2 separate regions of the Gossypium hirsutum genome follow, and region 2 is linked to region 1. Evidence: chromatin contacts called from public Hi-C data. All regions are on one chromosome and are shown on one strand. The core of a region is the stretch at or near the end of the contact, and the rest is flanking DNA. Distances in the headings are between cores, read along the strand shown.

Region 1 (3,076 bases), core at 310-2,809:
CATAGTGTATTGGGCCTAGGGTTTTGGGTATGGTTGTATTTGGGTTTGATTTTGGGCTAGTAATTTAGGTTTAGGTTTGGGCCGTGTTGATTTGGTCTGTACGATTTTTGGCTTGTAACTATGGACTGATATTATTTGTAAATGGACTTTTAATATTTTTACTTTTATGTTGATTTTATTTATTTTTAGTGGGCCCGGGTCAAAATTGGGCATTACAATCTTTATTAAATTGGTTGATGTTTGTGAACTCAAGTGGCCCAAACCATTTTTCCCCAAATGACTTCAATATAGATATTCCCTTAGGGGTCTGGGTTCATAAGCACACTTATTATGGTCTAGCCCACTTGAGAATACAGAGCCATTAGAAAGTAATTGGTTAGGTTGAAATAGGTTAATTGCATGTGAACTTGATCCAACTTTATATTAAAATTTGTTGAAGTAGATTTTGGGGTGTATAAGAAAGGAAAGAACCAATTTTTGTATTGCGAAGTTAATCCAGAATACTAAATAATCCCTACAAAATATATATAGACAACTTCAGTTCTGCACTTCCAAAAATGGATTTAATTCAACTGATTTTACCATTCCATGGGATTTCATGCAAATTGGGAATAGAGTTAAAAAGGGCAGGCATTCTCATTTAACTTTGTTGACCCTAAAATTTACACACATAAACACTAATTCCATGTCGGTTAATTTGGTTGTGGATAAAAAAAAAGAGCAGTATTAAAAAGAGTTTTTATTATTTATTTCAAGAAAAAAGCAAAAATCCTACTTTTTCTTCCTTTTCTCCGGGACCCATGTGAATGAAAAAACCCTCACTTTTTATTAAATATGTATATATATTTGTGTAATCACATGCAAGCTTTGATGTAGTTCTCGTGAAAATGGAGTTTTCTAGTTTATGAGTGTTAATGTTGGCTCAAAAACGATCACACTTGGAAATTCGTATGGTAGGAGTAGACCATCTCGTGAGTAACCATAAAAACCTGATCCAACAATAACTTTCATCAAGGCATCCCAAGTGTCATTACATTCCTAAAACTGCCTAGTTCTCCACTTTACCTGACTTCACTCATTCTCGGTAGCTTTTCTTCCATTTTATACTTTAACATTGGATGTAGTTAAAACTACGAGCCGCCTCCCTCTGTCACTTTACTTATTCCTATTTAACCATTTTAGTTTAAATTATTTTAAATTTCAAACCAAGTTATTAATGAGTCTGGAACAGCTGTTTTTCATTAGGTTTAAATCATTTCGAGTTATTTTAAGTTATTTAATTTGAGTTTACATCTTTTCAAATTATTTGTTAGATAATTTTGGGTGCAAATCATTTTAAATTATTTGTAGAGTAACTTTTTGTTCATATTATTTCAATTATAAATTAACTTTTTATGATTAAATCGAGGGTGAAAATCTACATTTTTCCGGACCTATCTCTCTATTTCTCTCTCTTATTAATTGCAATTTTGAGGCCGCGTTAATAGTTTCAGCAGTCCATGTACATTTCCCCAAAGACTTCTAGAGAAAAATTACAGCATCTATATATAACTTAAATCACTCCAATAAATAACTCCATTATTTTTGGGTTTCCCCCATGGCACCGAATAAAGAAAACAACACAGCTAACTCCCAAACTCACCCCAACAATGGTACTGTCAACAAGCCTCGACGTCTTTCAATGGAAAGCCTCCAGAGAACGATATCTGATATATCGTTTGAGCTAACCAAAGAAGCCATCGACGCAACGCAGCTTCCGTCCATATCCGAAGTCGAGGAGGCCAGCTGTGAATGCTGCGGCATGTCCGAGGAGTGCACTCCCGAGTACATCAACCAAGTCCGTGACAAGTTCTCAGGGAAACTGGTGTGTGGGCTTTGTGCGGAAGCAATCAACGAAGAGGTCGTGAAAAACGGAGGCAAAAGGGAAGAAGCTTTGAACGAGCATATGAGTGCTTGTGTGAGGTTCAACCGGTTCGGTCGGACTCACCCAGTGTTGTACCAAGCCGAGGCAATGAGAGAAATATTGAAGAAGAGCTCGGGAGTTCGGGCTAAGTCAATGAGTCCCAGAGACAAAAGCGGTCCCAAGAAGGGTGGTATAGCGAGGAGCTCGAGTTGTCTGCCGGCTTTCGCCAAGGAGATTCGTGACCGAGCAATGGTGAACTAGGGGTCTTTGTATGATATATAATATTATACGTATACTAAAACTTAAAATCGAAAGATTTAAGTTTTAGATTGGTAGGAAAAAAGTAACTCGTTATATGATAGTGGGACGTTGTAGGCATAATTTGTAACTGTGTTGTGAATATGTTTTATTGTAATTATCATATTTCTTATTATATGTATATTTTTTGTTTTTAAATATATATTTTGTTGTTTGATTAGTTATATTATATCTCCCAAAAGATAATGAATATGCAATTTAATAATTTCATAGAGATATGATTAAAGAGGTAATTGCTTTAAACATCTATGATTTCAATTTAATTTTGACTCTTAAACTTTAAAACATTCTAATTGTATCTTCAAACTATTGATTTTATATTAATAAACTACTTTCGTTGTTAAAATTAATTTAACTGTTAAATGAGATGTCAGGTCTTATATAATATAATTTAATGGATGTTGTAAAAAGTTTGGTTTCGAGTTTTTCAAATTTTTTATAGAAACTATGTTCACTCTATCTTTTTTTCTATTTTGTTTTATTTTTAGTTTTAAATTTTAAAAGTTATGCGATAATATTTCACTTTTCTTTAAAAATTTCATTTTAAATTATGTCATATAAAATTTTAAATATTATTTAATAATTAAATTAACAGTTTTAATAATTAAAAATTTTGATTGATATGACATCTATAACTGTACGAAGAGAATGGCGAATGGAACAATTAAGAGTAACCATAACTATATTTAGAAAAAAAATCAGCCTGATAAACAAATATGAGTAAATAAATTCGAATAATTCTTTCAAATTAAAAAAGAAATCCATTAAAATTGGTATGGCGGAATTTGAGTGAAGCTGAAGCAAGAATCTGTTTCTTTGAACCTTCATTGGGGGTCATAAATCATGGAAAAGTCT
Region 2 (3,076 bases), core at 185-2,684, 300 kb after region 1:
GACACATACTGTTAAGAGTATAGGTTGTTAGTTTGTTATTTCAGCTGTTAGGTTGTTAACAATAGCAATAGTTAAGTTGTTAACAATAGCAGTTATTCAGATACTCTATAAATATCTTTGCTATAGTGTAAAACAAAGCAAGTAAGATGTACAGAGAAGTTTCTTAATACAAAATACATTTCATTCTATTTCTTTTTAATCAATACTTTTAGGTTTAAGTTTACCGTAGGTGTTAACTAGTATCAGTCGCCTAAAGGTTCTGGAGACATGTTCCTAGTTTGTTTTCATAGACACCGCAACTTCTGATTCTGCCTCGGTTGAACACGGATGTCAGGGGTTCACTAGTGCTCGACTCGTACAGTCGTTTCCTTGTCACGACGCTGTCAAGTTGGAAGAAGGTATTTTTATTCAATGCCAACAGCTTGTTAGGTTGATCGTTGAAGGTTATGAGCTAACTGGTTTCTTGGACGGAACATTGTCTGCTCCACTGCGCTATGTGTCGTCTCTAGAGGGTTCTCTTGTTCCGAATCTGGATGCTTCAGTGTTTGTTTAACTAGATCGACTACTAGCTTCTTGCTCTCTACGATTCACTCATCACTTTTGTCCTCTTTTACAGAGGCTCATACGGCGGCTAATGTGTGGACTACAGCCACTCGTCTTTTTGCTGCCGTCACAGGTATGAAACTTTCTCGACTTCATCACGATCTTCATTCCATTAAAAAAGGGAGTCTCTCTGTCAAAGATTATGTTATGAAAGTTTAAAATATAAGTGTATTGATTGAGGCTTCCGGATCTTGAATATCGGAGGCGGAGAAGGTTGACATAGTGCTTGCAGCCTTACCTCCAAAGTTTAATGCCATTCTTACCCTAGCCTTGTTCTCATTGGAGCCTCTACCACTTCAACAACTAGTCGATGTTTTACTTGAGTACGAGAATCGTCAAATGCGCGCCGTACAAGATGTGCCACTCCATGCTAATCTATTAGATAACGTTTCGTCACCTCCCCTGGAGAACTCTATTCGCAGTGGTATGTTTTTATTTGGAGGTTGCGGTCAAGGTTTTCGAACCCGTATACAATGCCAAATCTGTAGGTGGTTTGGTCACTTAGCCCAGAGGTATTTTTTTCATTTTAACTAAGAGTATGATGGCCCATCGTCGGGTGCTCGAGCGTCGAATCTGGCAGATCGTCGTGGTCTTGGTGTGTCAATTCTGTTATTGGTATTTGGTCAGCATCATGGGTCTACTTCAATGGCATTGATGTATAGTTTGTTGAGAGAAAATGTTTGGTTGTCTGTTGCGCCTCCTATCAATCAAAATAGTAAGGTTTCTAACCCACTTTTTCAAAGTTCTACTGGTCAATTTGATTGTGGGCCTCAATTTGGTCTTGGGCGTCCAATGTATAATGTGCCTAGGTGCACTAGTGGTGGGGCTTATATGCCGATTGGGCTTGGTCACTTTTATAGGCCTGCTATTCATAGGCCAATGGGCATGAGTTTGTTAATGGAAGTTTGCCATCTGGATCAAATCAACAATTTGGAGGAGCTTCCTTGTCTTTTGGGCCGCCGGTTCAACCTCTTACAAGCTATGGGTGATGGTAATGTGTCTGGGCCGTCTATTCCCTGGCGGACTAAACCAAGGGCTCGTGTGTACACTGGGTCTAACCCCTGCATTAGACTTCCTTGTTTACTAGACTTGCATGCTTTTGATGTTTCTGGCTCCACTGAGTCTCAAGTTAATGCTACTAAATTTGGTTCAAAATTTGAAGGCAGTGAGTCTTATATTCCTATGCCCGTTAAGACTATTACTTGGTATCCAGATTCAGAGGCTACACATCATGTCTGTCGCGATGCCTCTACTTTGCATGATTCTACACCATACTCAGGTACATCCTCTCTCTTAATGGGTGACGGGACTCCCACCAAGATCTCATCTATTAGTAATTCAGTTTTACCTACTCAGTCTAAATTGCTTCGGTTATCTAATATTTTGTGTGTACCGAATATTCAGAAGAATCTCTTGTCTGTGTCTCAGTTTTCCATTGACAATAATGTGTTTTTTGAATTTCATCTGATGTATTACGTTGTTAAAGACATCGAGACTCGGTATATTTTACTAAAAGGCCACATTTTTTATAGGCTCTATCATTTTTCTCTGCCAGTTGTGTCTGCTCAGCCTGTTGAAGTTTATTCAACTACCCGCGTTGGACATCAAAATAAAGATGATGGTGCTATTTTTTCTCTGTGGCACAAACGTCTTGGTCATCCCTCTGCTTCTGTTGTTAAAACTGTGTTAGATAAATGTAAAATTATCCCTGCTAAGTTTTGTCTTGATAATGTTTGTACAGCCTGTCAAAAGGGAAAATCTCATAAGTTGCCCTTTCCCAACTCTACTACTGAATATAGAGATCCATTTGCTTTGGTTGTTTCTGATTTGTGGGGGCCTGCATTAGTTGCCTGTAATCGTAATTGGTATTATGTGTCCTTTATCGATATGTGCACTCGATTCACATGGCTTTATATCATTCGTCAAAAGTCTCAGGCAGTTGAATGTTTTATTCAATTTCAGCAGTTAGTCAAAACACAGTTCGGGAAAACTATTAAACAATTTCAAAGTGATTAGGGCAGAGAATTTCGAGCTTTCACATATGTTTTAGCAACACAAGGGATTATTCATCAATTGTCTTGTCCACATACCTCTTAATAGAATGGGGTGGCTAAACGCAAACATTGGCATATTGTTGACATGGGTGTCACGTTTCTTGCTCAATCGAATCTTTATATGGAGTATTGGGAATATGCATTTTGTTGTGCTATTCATCTCATCAATCGTCTTCCTACCTCAATTTTGAAAGGTCAAACTCCATATAGGGCTCTTTATGAAAAAGACCCTACATATGATTATTTACGTATATTCGGATATTGTTGTTTTCCATATTTACGTCTACTTTTGCGTCATAAATTGGAATTTCGTTCTCGACCTTGTACGTTCTTGGGATATAGTTCTCAACACAAAGGTTATCAATGTCATATGTCGAATGGTAAAGTCGTTATTTCTCGTCATGTTGTGTTTGATGAGC

Evidence for each region. A called contact is a pair of places that touch in the nucleus more often than the background predicts.
Region 2: a Hi-C map of leaf shows a contact between it and region 1, with 1.9 times the contacts expected there. The contact joins the enhancer-like site here to the promoter of LOC107901523 in region 1. A contact is called at or near these places in 2 of 34 Hi-C or Micro-C datasets (both in leaf).

What each region holds. Positions count from the first base shown.
Region 1 is chrD06:20,387,810-20,390,885 of Gossypium_hirsutum_v2.1, forward strand. It overlaps LOC107901523, which reads left to right and starts at 1,560. Exons shown (of 1, transcript XM_016827579.2): 1 at 1,560-2,324. The coding sequence starts at 1,598. The coding sequence ends at 2,164. LOC107901522 (a long non-coding RNA gene) reads left to right here. Exons shown (of 2, transcript XR_001685284.2): 2 at 1-165.
Region 2 is chrD06:20,691,362-20,694,437 of Gossypium_hirsutum_v2.1, forward strand. No RefSeq gene overlaps it. Among protein-coding and RNA genes, the nearest start is that of LOC121218511, 19 kb to the left of the region's middle. Within about 2 kb of position 1,435, at least 1 of the 9 cell types and tissues checked has an H3K27ac peak or open chromatin away from gene starts, as enhancers often do. A contact at or near this core is called in leaf, where this site is marked.